Linked DNA regions of Triticum aestivum: region 2 is linked to region 1. A link is a contact called in public Hi-C data. All regions are on one chromosome and are shown on one strand. Each heading gives the region's core, a stretch centred on a gene start, on an enhancer-like site or on the middle of the called end of the contact. The rest is flanking DNA. Distances are from core to core; before and after follow the strand shown. Region 1 holds the start of LOC123078110 (geranylgeranyl diphosphate reductase, chloroplastic). Region 2 holds the start of LOC123078112.

Evidence for each region. Hi-C and Micro-C count contacts between places; a contact is called where the count stands out from the background.
Region 2: a contact with region 1 is called in a Hi-C map of leaf, with 2.3 times the contacts expected there. The contact joins the promoter of LOC123078112 here to the promoter of LOC123078110 in region 1. A contact is called at or near these places in 2 of 5 Hi-C or Micro-C datasets (both in leaf).

What each region holds. Positions count from the first base shown.
Region 1 is chr3D:172,587,308-172,595,027 of IWGSC CS RefSeq v2.1, forward strand. It overlaps LOC123078110 (geranylgeranyl diphosphate reductase, chloroplastic), which reads left to right and starts at 2,678. Exons shown (of 1, transcript XM_044500511.1): 1 at 2,678-4,225. The coding sequence starts at 2,739. The coding sequence ends at 4,073. It overlaps LOC123078109 (pre-mRNA-splicing factor SPF27 homolog), which reads left to right. Exons shown (of 7, transcript XM_044500510.1): 7 at 35-450. It overlaps LOC123078111 (probable envelope ADP,ATP carrier protein, chloroplastic), which reads right to left. Exons shown (of 10, transcript XM_044500512.1): 3 at 7,138-7,200; 4 at 6,979-7,035; 5 at 6,779-6,862; 6 at 6,584-6,652; 7 at 6,403-6,515; 8 at 6,114-6,283; 9 at 5,840-5,918; 10 at 5,172-5,715. The coding sequence ends at 5,616.
Region 2 is chr3D:172,920,888-172,927,577 of IWGSC CS RefSeq v2.1, forward strand. It overlaps LOC123078112, which reads right to left and starts at 1,585. Exons shown (of 4, transcript XM_044500513.1): 1 at 1,366-1,585. The coding sequence starts at 1,511.

The DNA.
Region 1 (7,720 bases), core at 1,428-3,927:
GTTCATTCTGTTGACAAGTTAGATGTTTCTGCAGATACAGATGTAGGAAGGCAGAAGCTGTGGCTCCATGAGATGTCAGCTAGAGGTTCCAGTAGCCACTATGCTTACCTGACCCACACCTGGCTGTTCCGTTGACAACGGCCATTGTGGAATGTGCGTTATGCAACGTGATGGCATGTGCTGGTGGACACCTGGTCACCTGGTAGAGAAACAGCTTAAACGCATGTATTGTTCTGTGACAAGAGAGAGAATCAGAATGCCCATCTCTTTTGTTGATCGCAAATGGGTATCAACTTTTCAGGGTGTAAATTTGTACTGTAACATGGAAGTGTCAGCTGAATGTTTCGTCTATTTAGCTCTGCTTGTTTCAGAAAATGTCATGAACCGCTGTATCTTGTTTCAAATAGCCTGTTCACTATGTCGCCTTCTAAGACTTGATTGATTGCCTTACTTTGTTGCTGTTGGGTTCGTAGGCTGGTAAGTGCTATACGCTTATATTGGAAAACTTAGCATGCGACGGCTAAGGTTGTGTTACAAACTAGATGATACCCCGTGTGTTGTTGAGGGAATTAATAGTAATATGCAGGATTAACATTTAATAATACTAGTTAGAATCATCATGTGGTACTTGTATGATATAATGTGAAAATTGTAGTTACATATAGAGTTTATTATGTTTTGCATGAATAATTTATAGTTCAATTGTAAAAAGTAACATTCAAGAGAACTATGCATTATTTTTGTGGTTTGTGCCCTCTTATTTCAGTAAAATGATCGGAGATGTGTTCCGTTTCTTGTGCGATTATCAACTGGATGGGCATGTGTTTGTGGTTGTTTCATAGTATTCTCAGCATTCCAATTTCACCTGTGAACAACCATTAGTAGAGAGGTATCAGGTGCCTACTACTTATTGACATTGGTGGATAATAAGATACAAATTTGACAAACATTTCAGTTTCCTATTGTGATTGCCTTGTTCATTCCCGTGATAGCAACCAGTAGCAATAGCTAGCTCGAGAAAAATATCTGTAGGAACATAAGGGACTAAAATTCTTGTGTTATGAAATTATTGCTAGATGGTTGAGACATTTCTTCAATATCTAACATGCAATCAGGCAGGCAGGCCTGAATAAATGGTGTTAAACAAATTTGTACTATAGCGCAAGCAGGAGCTACGTGCACCGGACTGCCCTTTTTTTATATAACAGAATAGGCAAGTTGCTATATTATCAAAACACAAAGCATGGAGGATGGCAGTATGAGCAACACATCAATGTTTAAGTAGGATATGCATATAGAATAAATGAATGAAGTAAAGAAAACAAATTCACATATCAAAAAGGCATATGCCCTTTACATAGATTGACATTGAATCATTGATGGATATAAGATACAAGAACACCACTACATAGCGGCATCGCATGGATCATGGGCGGATCCTTGTAAGGACTAAACAGGGCCATAGCCCGTCATATTCTCTGGATTTTCTTTCATGATTTAGTCTGGATTTGGCCCAATAGTAAAAGTTGGCCTAATGAGAATGTTGTAGGCCCGTTCTTCAGTTTGTTTCACGCTCCGCCACTGGCATGGACGCCTTCCCATGCGGAAGCTCCCTCCTCTCACTCATTTGCATGCAACAATGACACATAGGAGCAACTCTAATAGAATATGCAAAATATAGATCGCCAAAATCGTTATGGAGGCGGCCGCTAAAAATCATGGAGGCTCCAGAGCCTGTGTGCAAACTCGGAATCGCTATAAAATAGCCTTCAAAATTTTCCTGCATGTGGAACCTGTTTCTCACTGTCAAGCATTGGCTATATGTAAGTTACTTGACATTCTTTTGGCATAAGTCGATTTAGCCTTCAAAGAAAGGAGGCCATGGGGGAGCTCGAGGTCAAGCCAGGACCTCGCTGGAGAAGGGAATGGCGTTGTGAGCGGCAGCGAGCTGTGGTGTCCTAGACAGAAGCGAGGAAGCAGGTTAACAAGCGTGGGGTTGCCGATACTGAAATAGGGGATCAGTGAAGGGGGCTTAGAGGGGTGGCGTTGGACCATGGCAAGCGCGTCGATGATGAGTGGTCAAGGGGAGGGCGAGGTGGCGTGCGGCAACGCCTGCCGGTCGTGGGGGCGGAGTTCGGCGGATGGGGCCAGGTTGGGAGACAGCTCGGAAGGAAGAAAATCAACAATGACATACGATCCTGGCCGTTGGATGGAGATATGACAGCCCAAAAAAGTGATCTACACAATGAAAAAACCAATCAACGTACACATAGTCAGTCCCAACTCTTTCTTTTTTCTACTTCCTCATACAATATTGTACGTAAATAAGTTTGACTTAGAACAAATTTAGACTTCTATTATTTCAGAACGAAAAAGAGTACTATATGCTCGATACTCACTGATTATTTAACATGCATTTATTTGGTATATGGGTGATTGGAAACCGACGGAGACATGTCATTGTCCCTTCCTCTTAAGCTAAATGCTTCTTTTTTAACATCCCCTAAATGTACTTAAGGGACGTGTCATTGTCACTTCCTCTTATTTATAGTCTATAATACAGCAAGCTGATGTTTTAAGGCATCCTGTTTCTTGTCTTACTCACTGACATGCGGGTCTACTTTTGGTTTTCAAATCATAGCGCCAGCTGGGCCCTAGATTCATCGCCGTCGGCGGTCAGTGTAGCTACACTCCACTCCAACCCACCAAGCACCCAAATCTCATACCCACATTCGACCATGGCCGCCGCAGTCTGCCACTCCCCAGCTCGCCTCTCCATCTCCTGCTCCTACTCTTCCTCCCACTCCGCGCCTGCGCGCCCGCTGCGCGTGGCCGTGGTGGGCGGCGGCCCGGCCGGCGCGTCGGCGGCCGAGGCGCTGGCTTCTGCAGGCGCCCAGGCGTTCCTCCTGGAGCGCAGTCCCGCGGGGGCCAAGCCCTGCGGCGGCGCCATCCCGCTCTGCATGCTCGACGAGTTTGCCATCCCGCTGGGGCTCGTGGACCGCCGTGTCACCCGCATGCGCGTCCTCTCCCCCTCCAACCTCGCCGCCGACTTCGGGCGGTCGCTCCCCCCCGGCGCCCATATCCCCATGCTCCGCCGCGAGGTGCTCGACTCCTTTCTCCGCACCCGCGCCGCCGACGCCGGCGCCACCCTCGTCCCGGGCCTCGTTACCTCGCTGTCCCTCCCCACGGGCCCCAGCGACCCGTACCTCGTCCACTACATCTCGTCCGGCGACGGCCCCTCACCCACTCGGAGCGTCCTTGAGGTCGACGCCGTCGTGGGCGCGGACGGCGCGAACAGCCGGGTCGCCCGGGAGGTCGGCGCGGGCGACTACTCGACGGCCATCGCCTTCCAGGAGCGCATCCGGCTCCCCGACAAGGCCATGGAGTACTACGACGACCTCGCGGAGATGTACGTGGGCGGGGACGTGTCCCCGGACTTCTACGGCTGGGTGTTCCCCAAGTGCGACCACGTGGCCGTCGGGACCGGCACCGTGGCCGCCAAGCCGGAGATCAAGAAGCTGCAGTCGGGCATCCGGGCGCGGGCGGGGCCCAAGATCGCCGGGGGGCGCGTGATCAAGGTGGAGGCGCACCCGATCCCGGAGCACCCGCGGCCGCGGCGCGTGGTGGGGCGCGTGGCCCTGGTCGGCGACGCGGCGGGGTACGTGACCCGGTGCTCCGGCGAGGGCATCTACTTCGCGGCCAAGTCCGGGCGGCTGTGCGGGCAGGCGATGGCCAAGGAGTGGCGGCTGACGGGCGCGGTGACGGAGGGCGGGATCAGGCGCGGGTACCTGCGGCGGTGGGACGACGAGTTCCTGCTGACGTTCCGGTTCCTGGACCTGCTGCAGCGTGTGTTCTACGGCGACAACGCCGGGCGCGAGGCGCTGGTGGAGATGTGCGCGGACGAGCACGTGCAGCGCCGGACGTTCGACTGCTACCTGCACAAGCGGATGGCGCCCGGCGAGCCGTGGGCCGACCTCCAGCTGCTGTGGCGCACCGCCGGCAGCATGGTGCGATGCAGCGTCCTCGGCAAGGAGGTCCAGCGCCTCCGCCGGCTCGAGCTGCTGCAGGCTTAGAGAAAGGAAATCCCTTCTCTTCTCTTTCTGCAAGCAATGGCCAATGTGTACCCATACTGTACTGAATAATGAGGTGAACAATGAGCTGTGCAATTTCTGCATTTGCGATATGTGATGCAAGTTTGACATGGGAATTTTATGAAATGCCACCATTGAGCGAGCACCATTTGATCTGCCGCTGCTACTTTGCAGTCTTTGCACCCGTCTGCCCTGCGAAATGGCCGGTTTGTCACAGATTGTGCTTGTGCTGACATTTGCATAGTGTATCGATTGTCCACATTTAGACATTTAGGCCTTCTTTGATTCATAGGATAGGAATATTGTAAGAATAGGAAGATGACATGCATCTCAATTTCTATAAAGAAAGAGATGCCATTTGATGCATAGGATAGGAATTTTTACTTTGAAGGATTGGATCTTATCCTACATAGGAATAGGAATCCATTCCTACAAACCAAAGGACTCCATAGGAATTTTTCCTTTGAAAATTATCTTACAGACAATCTGCTGAAGAGCGTTTTTCGCCTCATGTTGTCTGGATCTCATATAGACAACGATCAGATGAGCTTCTGGAGATGCTCTAACACGCTGTCCAGATCCCTGGAACAGCACCCTCACTAGTGTTAGAGCGCACACCGTCAGGTGCGATGAGGCCGGAGAGACTTATTCCAGATCATCCGGTGGCATCCAATTCTAGCAGTATAGAAACCCCCATTTCATAATATGATCTGGAATGCGATTTCACCATGACAATTGACATGCACATGATACATCAGTACGAGGCACAAAAGCATATTTAGATCATGGAATAGCAGTACACAATTTGTCCAACCTCATTTTACTCTAGCTCTTGAAGAAAGACAAACAAATACTCCAATTCTCATCGACATACAAAAAAGTCAGGAATACTCTCCTCTCCCTAAACTCCATTTGCTTGTTTCCATTTCATCGCCTGATGGTGCATAAGGCCATGCAGCTCAAGCTGAAAGAGAAACAAATTACAGAAGAGATGGTGCCCAAACTAAAGCTAAGAGTCATTCATCGGCAAATCTAAAGCTTTCAGCATACAAGACCAGTATTACAGCGACAGCAGTGCTGTGGTAAACACCCTGTAGAACAAGGATGTATTACGCTCAGGGTGTACCTGTTAAGAGGACAGTATCCAAGCTCTCCATTGTATTTCATAGATCTGTTTACAAAACATTGGGATAAACTTTCTGGAGAGCTTATGAGGTCAATCTATGTTTCCACTCGAATAAATATCAGGTAAGGTGAATGCTTGTACTAACGCTAGCTAAAGCCACGCCGCCACTAAGAAAAACAACTAATTGCCCTGCTTGATTCTAATGCCTCGATCTTCAGCAGGCAGCAAGGTGTACAAAAACCACTGTAAGTTAGGACCAACTTGTAAGGGAACATCAAATATGTGCCTGTCTAAACTCTATAATATGACCTGGGAAAGTGAGATTCATCCAGAATTGGAGCATGTAAAGGGGTAGTATGCCAGCTCCCCGAGCCTTAAGGTTGTGCAAGGCTATTTTCCTAGCTTGTTTTCTCCTGATTTTCTTGCATTATTTTTTCCAGTTCCTTTTGCCCAGTAGATATCAGGATCTTCATTGTGTCGAATGCGGTGAGTTTAATGCTGCATGTCATAACAAACTTGTGAGAGAACATAATTTCTATGGCAAGTTAAACATGATGCCAGCTATCAATTGCGCTGTAATTAAAATTAAATATTTTCACAGACATGGTAACAAAAGCAGCACCTGCTATTTGGTAGATTTTTCAGCGCGTTTGGCACAAAACCTCTGTATAGCCCAACTAGACCATCACGCTCCACAATGCCTGCATTTCGCATAAAAAAACTCAAAAATGCTTCAATTTGGTCAATAGTGAACAAGACCAAGCTGCTAATGAGTACGTAGAATGGTGAAAAATGGCAAATAACATTGTACACACTGAGGTGGCTATGTAGCACTAAGCAAAAGATGCTGCATTACTGTGCCGCATATGCAAGGGTAGCAAAATTCACTCAGCTACCTGGAATGGCATCAAAAATTGTATTGTATGGTGTGCCTTTCATTTGCATCTGCCTCCTAACAGTGTCCAACGGATAGCACATCAAAGTTGCAAATGTTGCTGAAAGAAGAGCAGTTGCTAGAGAAGTCTCTGGTCTACTCTTGTACTTCTCCGGTACGGATTTCTTCATTCTTCAATACAGAAATGATGATTTGGATATATCAAAAATGTGAGACAAATATCGAAATCTGAGACCATTTTATATACCATACACTATGAAGAATTGAAGATGCAGTAGAAAGGATCTCACAGGTCAAAAACACAGAAGTTTACAGCAATGTAAGGTGCAATTCCTATAAGAGATGGACCAAGGCCCCCATAGAAGGAAGCTAGCCCTTCTTCTCTCAGCATGTTCAGAGCAACCTACAAAATTAATCATCATGAAATGCCAGTTTCGAACTACAGAAATTTGTGTTTGTAATAGTTATTACCAGTGACATAGTGCTATGTCCAGATTGAACTGCTAGCCTAAGCCGGAGGACATCGAGTGGGTAAGTCACCTATCAGCAAGTACAAATAGAAAGTTCAGACCAGAATAAGAATGAACGGAAACACAAGTAATTTTGACCTATGAAACTAGAAACGAACAGCCATTTACTAGAAAGTTAGGTAAATAAATAAATTACAAGTGTAGAAGTCATGCCCGCACAAGCCCCAGCTGCAAGTCTCCCAAATACAGTAAGCTCTCCATCCTTTCTCCGGAATACTTTCTGAAAACAATAAATTGAAGTTGTAGAATAATAAAAAGGAACACAACACTCACATTCACAATCACAAGAACATAAAATAGATTAAGTGATTATTGGTAGCAAGGAGATGTTATGACCTTGTAAACTTCATATGAGAAAAGTTGCACTGCACTGTATGGAATTATGCGGATAACCTGGAGGAGTTTATGCAGAAGAAACAAGTCAGCACTGGAACACAAGATAAACCATGCACGAGCCTCAAAATCACAATTTGCAAGATGGGTAATATCAAGCACCTGTGGAAGATTGCCCTTCCAGTAACCCTTTATACCCTCCTCCTTCCCTATCTCTGCCATAGCCTACACAATTGGAGGGGCATCGGGTTACATGATTTCCTTTATATGTGAGTATTCATCGATAAGGCATTAAAAGAAAGTTATCACCCTTTCTCCCCTATTTTCTGACTGTCAACTCTAAAATGCATCCATCCAACAGAAATGGTTAATATTCGTATATCCGTATTAAAGAAAATGAAAATGACCTGACACAGAGGATATGGAAACCAGGTAATTCCATGGTTAAGCTTATCCAGTTGGTCAAACAAGCATCTCAAATCTATTAATAATTGAACTAATACAACATCATAGATACAAGTGAAAAAATAAAGGATGGAGAATCAGCTCAAGCTCTTGCCAAATAAAGCAAAACAAGACTTGGCGATTCTGAAGTTTCTAACTGTGATCTCCCACTAAGGACCTTTTTATCTTAGCCCTTAATCTTAAGTTACCTACTTCTTTATAGTTCAGATAAGGTCTTTTTGTTTTCGTTATTCCTGATCCATTATTGTTCAGTTAACATAGACTGCAGGTGTATGGAAGA
Region 2 (6,690 bases), core at 335-2,834, 330 kb after region 1:
GACTCGTCGGCACGGCGCGGTCCCAGCACCTCCGTTGCGGCGCCCCCAGCATGGTCCCAGCACCTCCGTCGCGGGAGCGTCTGTGCACCACGGTGCGGAGATCAGAAAAAAAAACACGGTGGAGCCGTCTTGCAGGAACGCTTCTGGAGGTAGGAGACGATGCGCTATAGCAAACAAATGGGCCACGTTTTTTTCGGGAGGAGATAAGATAGGAGAGGTGGTGGGCCTCAGAAAATCACGCGTGGGTCATTGAACGTGGGCGAAAAGATGGAGCGTTCGATCACATCTAATCGGAAGGCGCGCGCGTCCGGCGCGGCCGAGCGCAAACGTTTTCCTTCTAATTGCCCAGCATACGCCAACAACGGTTTATAGAATAGTTGTCAGCAGTGTGCATTGGCAGACAGAACTCCACTATTGATGTTAAGATACTGCTATCAGGGCATATGGAGATTATTTTTGGAATCCAATAACTCCCGAACGTTCGGATTTTGAGCATTTCGTCCCGAACGTTTTTACATGGCAACTTTAGTTCATAGGGGATGGCAACTTCGTCCTTTTTCTTTTTTTGTCAGAAAATTGCCATGTTTCCCTAATCTCACGCAAACTAAACTTGCCATCTAAACCCGTTCGGGTTGCCATGCGGGTTGCCATGCTTAACTCCCGAACGTTCGGGAGTTATCATTACCGTTATTTTTTTCGCTATCTTGCTTAAGTCCAAATAGAGAGATATTTTATTTTGTAGCATTACTGTATGATCACAAAAATGAGGCCTAATCTAGATTTCCAACAGAAGAGCGCCTACTGCAAACAGAGTGATGGGCATGGTTATTGCAAAACCAGTATTCTTTTTTAGCTAAAAAACATTCTCGGATTTTCATCACATTTTCCAACTCTGCCTCCCACTCCCACTCCCACTCCCACTTGTAGGATGAGCCGTAGACGATGGGAACAGTGCAAAACGCATAAATACAACTATACAACACTGGTGGCAGAGTCAACTGTTCAACAGAGCATCCGATATGATCTTTGAAAAGAAAATAAAGAATTGTATCAAACTCTTCCAACACCTAACCTATTCGCTTATTTTCTTTCTTGATTGATGGGGAAAATTCTCGCGTAAATCTAACATATAACTTGCCCACAATACCCTTGCATTCGTGTGTGTGTTTCCCCTCGACGCCAGGTTTGATCCGTCCCCAACCACACCGGCGCCGAGGAAGACGCTCTCTATGCCATGGACCGCTACCCCGGCCGGGCCCTCGCGCGGCGTGCCACGCGCGGCCCGCGTTCCTGCTTCGGGGTGCTCGAGTGAAGGCCTAGGGTTAAGGGGGGCGAGGGAGGGTGGGGGCAGGGCAGCAGCGGTACCTTCGGAGCTTGGAGTAAGCCTCGGCGCGGCGCTGCTGCACGGCGAGGAACCCACGGAGCAGATCGGCCACCCTGGCAGCGCTCTGCCCGGCGCTGCTGGCCGCCGCGTCCATGACGTCCCCGGCGGTCGATTTCACTTCCGCCATCTGGTCGCCGTTTTTTTTGCCTCCGGTCTTTTGCGCTTCTTCCAGATTTTTTTTATGGAACTTCAAGTGAAGTTTTCTTCTCTCCGCTCTTCATTTTATTTCCCCCTACTACCTATCACATCACGCTGGTTTTATTTTTTTTCCTTTTTTATGTTTTATACGAAAATGAATGTGTTCTACTCCAACGTTCTTATATTATGAGACGGAGGGAGTAAATATTACAAATAAAAAGACACCAGCCAAGACTCAAAAGTAGGCAGGCTGACAAAAAAATTGTTTATCTCCTGAGATTTCCATTTGCCACTTATTATGAAATAAGATGCAACAGCAGGATTAAAATATCTTATAAACAGAGTATTCGCTCCAGCCGGACATATGAGGCTTGATTCGCATTTCAAATTTTACGTTGATCGTCAACAAGATCAAAATTATATGAGTTACCATACAAAATTATATCACTAGAACTCCTTTAAAATATGACTTCAACATACATTTGTGGCATACATCTCATATAGCATGATTTTGTTAATGCTCAAAATAAACCTCGAAATAAAAGCAGATACATGTGTTATGTGTTCCAAAGCTTTCTTTTCCTCATCCTCCTCCAGCCACTAGATACGGCGGCCTATCTAACCTAGCTCGCCGTCGAAACCAAGGGCCCCCTACCCTCTGTCGCTCCGACGATGGGAGAGGGCAGAGACCCTACGGCTTCGGTCCAATGGAGGCAGAGTTAGGAGTAAAGGAAGGGGTATGTCTCCGATTAGTGGTGGCAAGACGATGGCGTCGTCGTCGACATGGAATAAAGTCCCCGCCTCGTCCTCATTTTGGTAGTGCTTCTTCGTCTCATTGAGAGGAGTGTGGAAGATTATGTGTCCCTAGATCTGGTTATTTCTCTCATGTAGGTTTGTCTTGGTCGCGCTATCCGCGGCTATACGTCTTGTATTCAGGCTCAAGTTTCAATCGATGATGGTTGGCCAGTCTCAGGCTCGTCGGGAACTGTTGGAAATATGCCCTAGAAGCAATAATAAAATGGTTATTATTATATTTCCTTGTTCATGATAATTGTCTATTGTTCATGCTATAACTGTGTTATCCGGAAATCGTAATACATGTGTGAACACATAGACCATAACATGTCCCTAGTGTGCCTCTAGTTGACTAGTTCGTTGATCAATAGATGGTTACGGTTTCCTGACCATGGACATTGGATGTCATTGATAACGGGATCACATCATTAGGAGAATGATGTGACGGACAAGACCCAATCCTAAGCATAGCACTAGATCGTCTAGTTCGTCTGCTAAAGCTTTTCTAATGTCAAGTATCTTTCCTTAGACCATGAGATTGTGCAACTCCCGGATACCGTAAGGGTACTTTGGGTGTGCCAAACGTCACAACGTAACTGGGTGGCTATAAAGGTACACTACGGGTATCCCCGAAAGTATCTGTTGGGTTGGCACGAATCGAGACTGGGATTTGTCACTCCATATGACGGAGAGGTATCTCTGGGCCCACTCAGTAGGACATCATCATAATGAGCTCAATGTGATCAAGGAGTTGTTCACAGGATGATGTGTTACGGGAATGAGTAAAGAGACTTGCCGTAACGAGATTGAACAAGGTATCGGTATACCGACGATCGAATCTCGGGCAAGTATCGTACCGATAGACAAAGGGAATTGTATACGGGATTGATTGAATCCTCGACATCGTGGTTCATCCGATGAGATTACCGTGGAGCATGTGGGAGCCAACATGGGTATTCAGATCCCGCTGTTGGTTATTGACCGGAGAGTTGTCTCGGTCATGTCTACGTGTCTCCCGAACCCGTAGGGTCTACACACTTCAGGTTCGGTGACGCTAGAGTTGTAGAGATATTAGTATGCGGTTAACCGAAAGTTGTTCGGAGTCCCGGATGAGATACCGGACGTCACGAGGAGTTCCGGAATGGTTCGGAGGTAAAGATTTATATATAGGAAGTCCAGTTTCGGCCACCGGGAGAGTTTCGGGGGTCACCGGGACCACCGGAAGGGTCCAGGGGTCCACCGGGTGGGGCCACCTATCCCAGAGGGCCCCCTGGGCTGAAGTGGCGTGGGAACCAGCCCCTAGTGGGCTGGTGCGCCCCACCCAAGGGCCCAAGGCGCCTAGGGTTGGAAACCCTAGGGGGTCGTTGCCCCCCAAGGGGGCATGCGCCCCCTGGTTGGAAACCCTAAGGGGGTCGTTGCCCCGAGGGGCCGCCCCCCCCCCTCTAGATGGGATCTCCAAGGGGGGCATGCGCCCCCCTAGCCCCTATATATAGTGGAGGGGAGGGAGGGCAGCCGCACCCAAAAGCCCTGGCGCCTCCCTCTCCCTCCCGTGACACCTCTTCCTCCTCCAGTAGCGCTTGGCGAAGCCCTGCTGGAATCCCGCTGCTTCCACCACCACGCCATCGTGCTGCTGGATCTCCATCAACTTCTCCTTCCCCCTTGCTGGATCAAGAAGGAGGAGACGTCTCCGCTCCGTACGTGTGTTGAACGCGGAGGTGCCGTCCGTTCGGCGCTAGGATCATCGTTGATTTGGATCACGACGAGTACGACTCCATCAACCCCGTTCTCTTGAACGCTTCCGCTCGCGATCTTCAACGGTATGAAGATGCACTCTCCTCTCTCTCGTTGCTAGTTACTCCATAGATTGATCTTGGTGATGCGTAGAATTTTTTTAATTTCTGCTACGATCCCCAACTGTGGCATCATGAGCTAGGTCTATGCGTAGTTTCTATGCACGAGTAGAACACAAGTTGTTGTGGGCGTCGATTTTGTCAATTTACTTGCCGTTACTAGTCTTATCTTGATTCGGCGGCATCGTGGGATGAAGCGGCCCGGACCGACCTTACACGTACGCTTACGTGAGACAGGTTCCACCGACTGACATGCACTAGTTGCATAAGGTGGCTAGCGGGTGTCTGTCTCTCCCACTTTAGTCGGATCGGATTCGATGAAAAGGGTCCTTATGAAGGGTAAATAGAAATTGGCATATCACGTTGTGGTTTTGGCGTAGGTAAGAAACGTTCTTGCTAGAAACCTATAGCAGCCACGTAAAAAAAATTGCAACAACAATTAGAGGACGTCTAACTTGTTTTTGCAGCAAGTGTCATGTGATGTGATATGGCCCGAAGGATGTGATGAATGATATATGTGATGTATGAGATTGATCATATTCTTGTAATAGGAATCACGACTTGCATGTCGATGAGTATGACAACCGGCAGGAGCCATTGGAGTTGTCTTAATTTATTTATGACCTGCGTGTCAACTGGAACGTCATGTAATTACTTTACTTTATTGCTAACCGTTAGCTACAGTAGTAGAAGTAATAGTTGGTGAGACAACTTCATGAAGACACGATGATGGAGATCATGGTGTCATGTCGGTGACGATGATGATCATGGCGCCCCGAAGATGGAGATCAAAAGGAGCAAAATGATATTGGCCATATCATGTCACTATTTGATTGCATGTGATGTTTATCATGTTTTACATCTTATTTGCTTAGAACGACGGTAGCCTAAATAAGATGATCTCTCACTAAAATTTCAAGAATTGTGTTCCCCCTAACTGTGCACCGTTGCTAAAGTCCGTTGTTCCGAAGCACCACGTGATGATCGGGTGTGATAGGTCCTAACGTTCGCATACAACGGGTGTAAGCCAGATTTACACACGCAATACACTTAGGTTGACTTGACGAGCCTAGCATGTACAGACATGGCCTCGGAACACAGAAGACCGAAAGGTCGAACATGAGTTGTATAGAAGATACGATCAACATGAAGATGTTCACCGATGATGACTAGTCCGTCTCATGTGATGATCGGACACGACTTAGTTGACTCGGATCATGTATCACTTAGATGACTAGAGGGATGTCTGTCTGAGTGGGAGTTCATTAATAATTTGATTAGATGAACTTAATTATCATGAACTTAGTCTAAAATCTTTACAATATGTCTTGTAGATCAAATGGCCCACGCTAATGTCAACCTCAACTTCAACGCATTCCTAGATAAAACCAAGCTGAAAGACGATGGTAGAAACTATACGGACTGGGTCCGGAACTTGAGGATCATCCTCATAGCTGCCAAGAAAGCATATGCCTTGAAGCGCCGCTAGGTGAAGCACCCGTCCCAGCAAACCAAGACGTTATGAACGCTTGGCAAACACGTGTTGATGATTACTCCCTGGTTCAGTGCAGCATGCTTTACAACTTAGAACCGGGGCTCCAAAAGCGTTTCGAGCAGCACGGAGCATATGAGATGTTCCAAGAGCTGAAAATGGTTTTCCAAGCTCATGCCCGGGTCGGGAGATATGAAGTCTCCGACAAGTTCTACAGTTGTAAGATGGAGGAGAATAGTTCCGTCAGCGAACACATACTCAAAATGTCTGGGTTGCACAACCGCTTGTCTCAGCTGGGAGTTAATCTCCCGGATGACGCGGTCGTTGACAGAATCCTTCAGTCGCTCCCACCTAGCTAAAAGAGCTTTGTGATGAACTTCAATATGCAGGGGATGGAAAAGACCATTCCTGAGGTATATTCAATGCTGAAATCAGCGGAGGTGGAGATCAAAAAGGAACACCAAGTGTTGATGGTGAATAAAACCACTAAGTTCAAGAAAGGCAAGGGTAAGAAGAACTTCAAGAAAGACGGCAAGGGAGTTGCCGCGCCCGGTAAGCAAGCTGCCGGGAAGAAGACAAAGAATGGACCCAAGCCTGAGACTGAGTGCTTTTATTGCAAGGGAAACGTGTTGGAAATATGCCCTAGAGGCAATAATAAATGGTTATTATTATATTTCTGTGTTCATGATAATAGTCTATTATTCATGCTATAATTGTATTGTCCGGAAATCATAATACATGTGTGAATACATAGACCACAACCTGTCCCTAGTAAGCCTCTAGTTGACTAGCTCGTTGATCAACAGATAGTCATGGTTTCCTGACTATGGACATTGGATGTCATTGATAACGGGATCACATCATTAGGAGAATGATGTGATGGACAAGACCCAACTTAAGCATAGCATAAAAGATCGTGTAGTTTCGTTTGCTAGAGCTTTTCCAATGTCAAGTATCTTTTCCTTAGACCATGAGATCGTGCAACTCCCGGATACCGTAGGAGTGCTTTGGGTGCGCCAAACGTCACAACG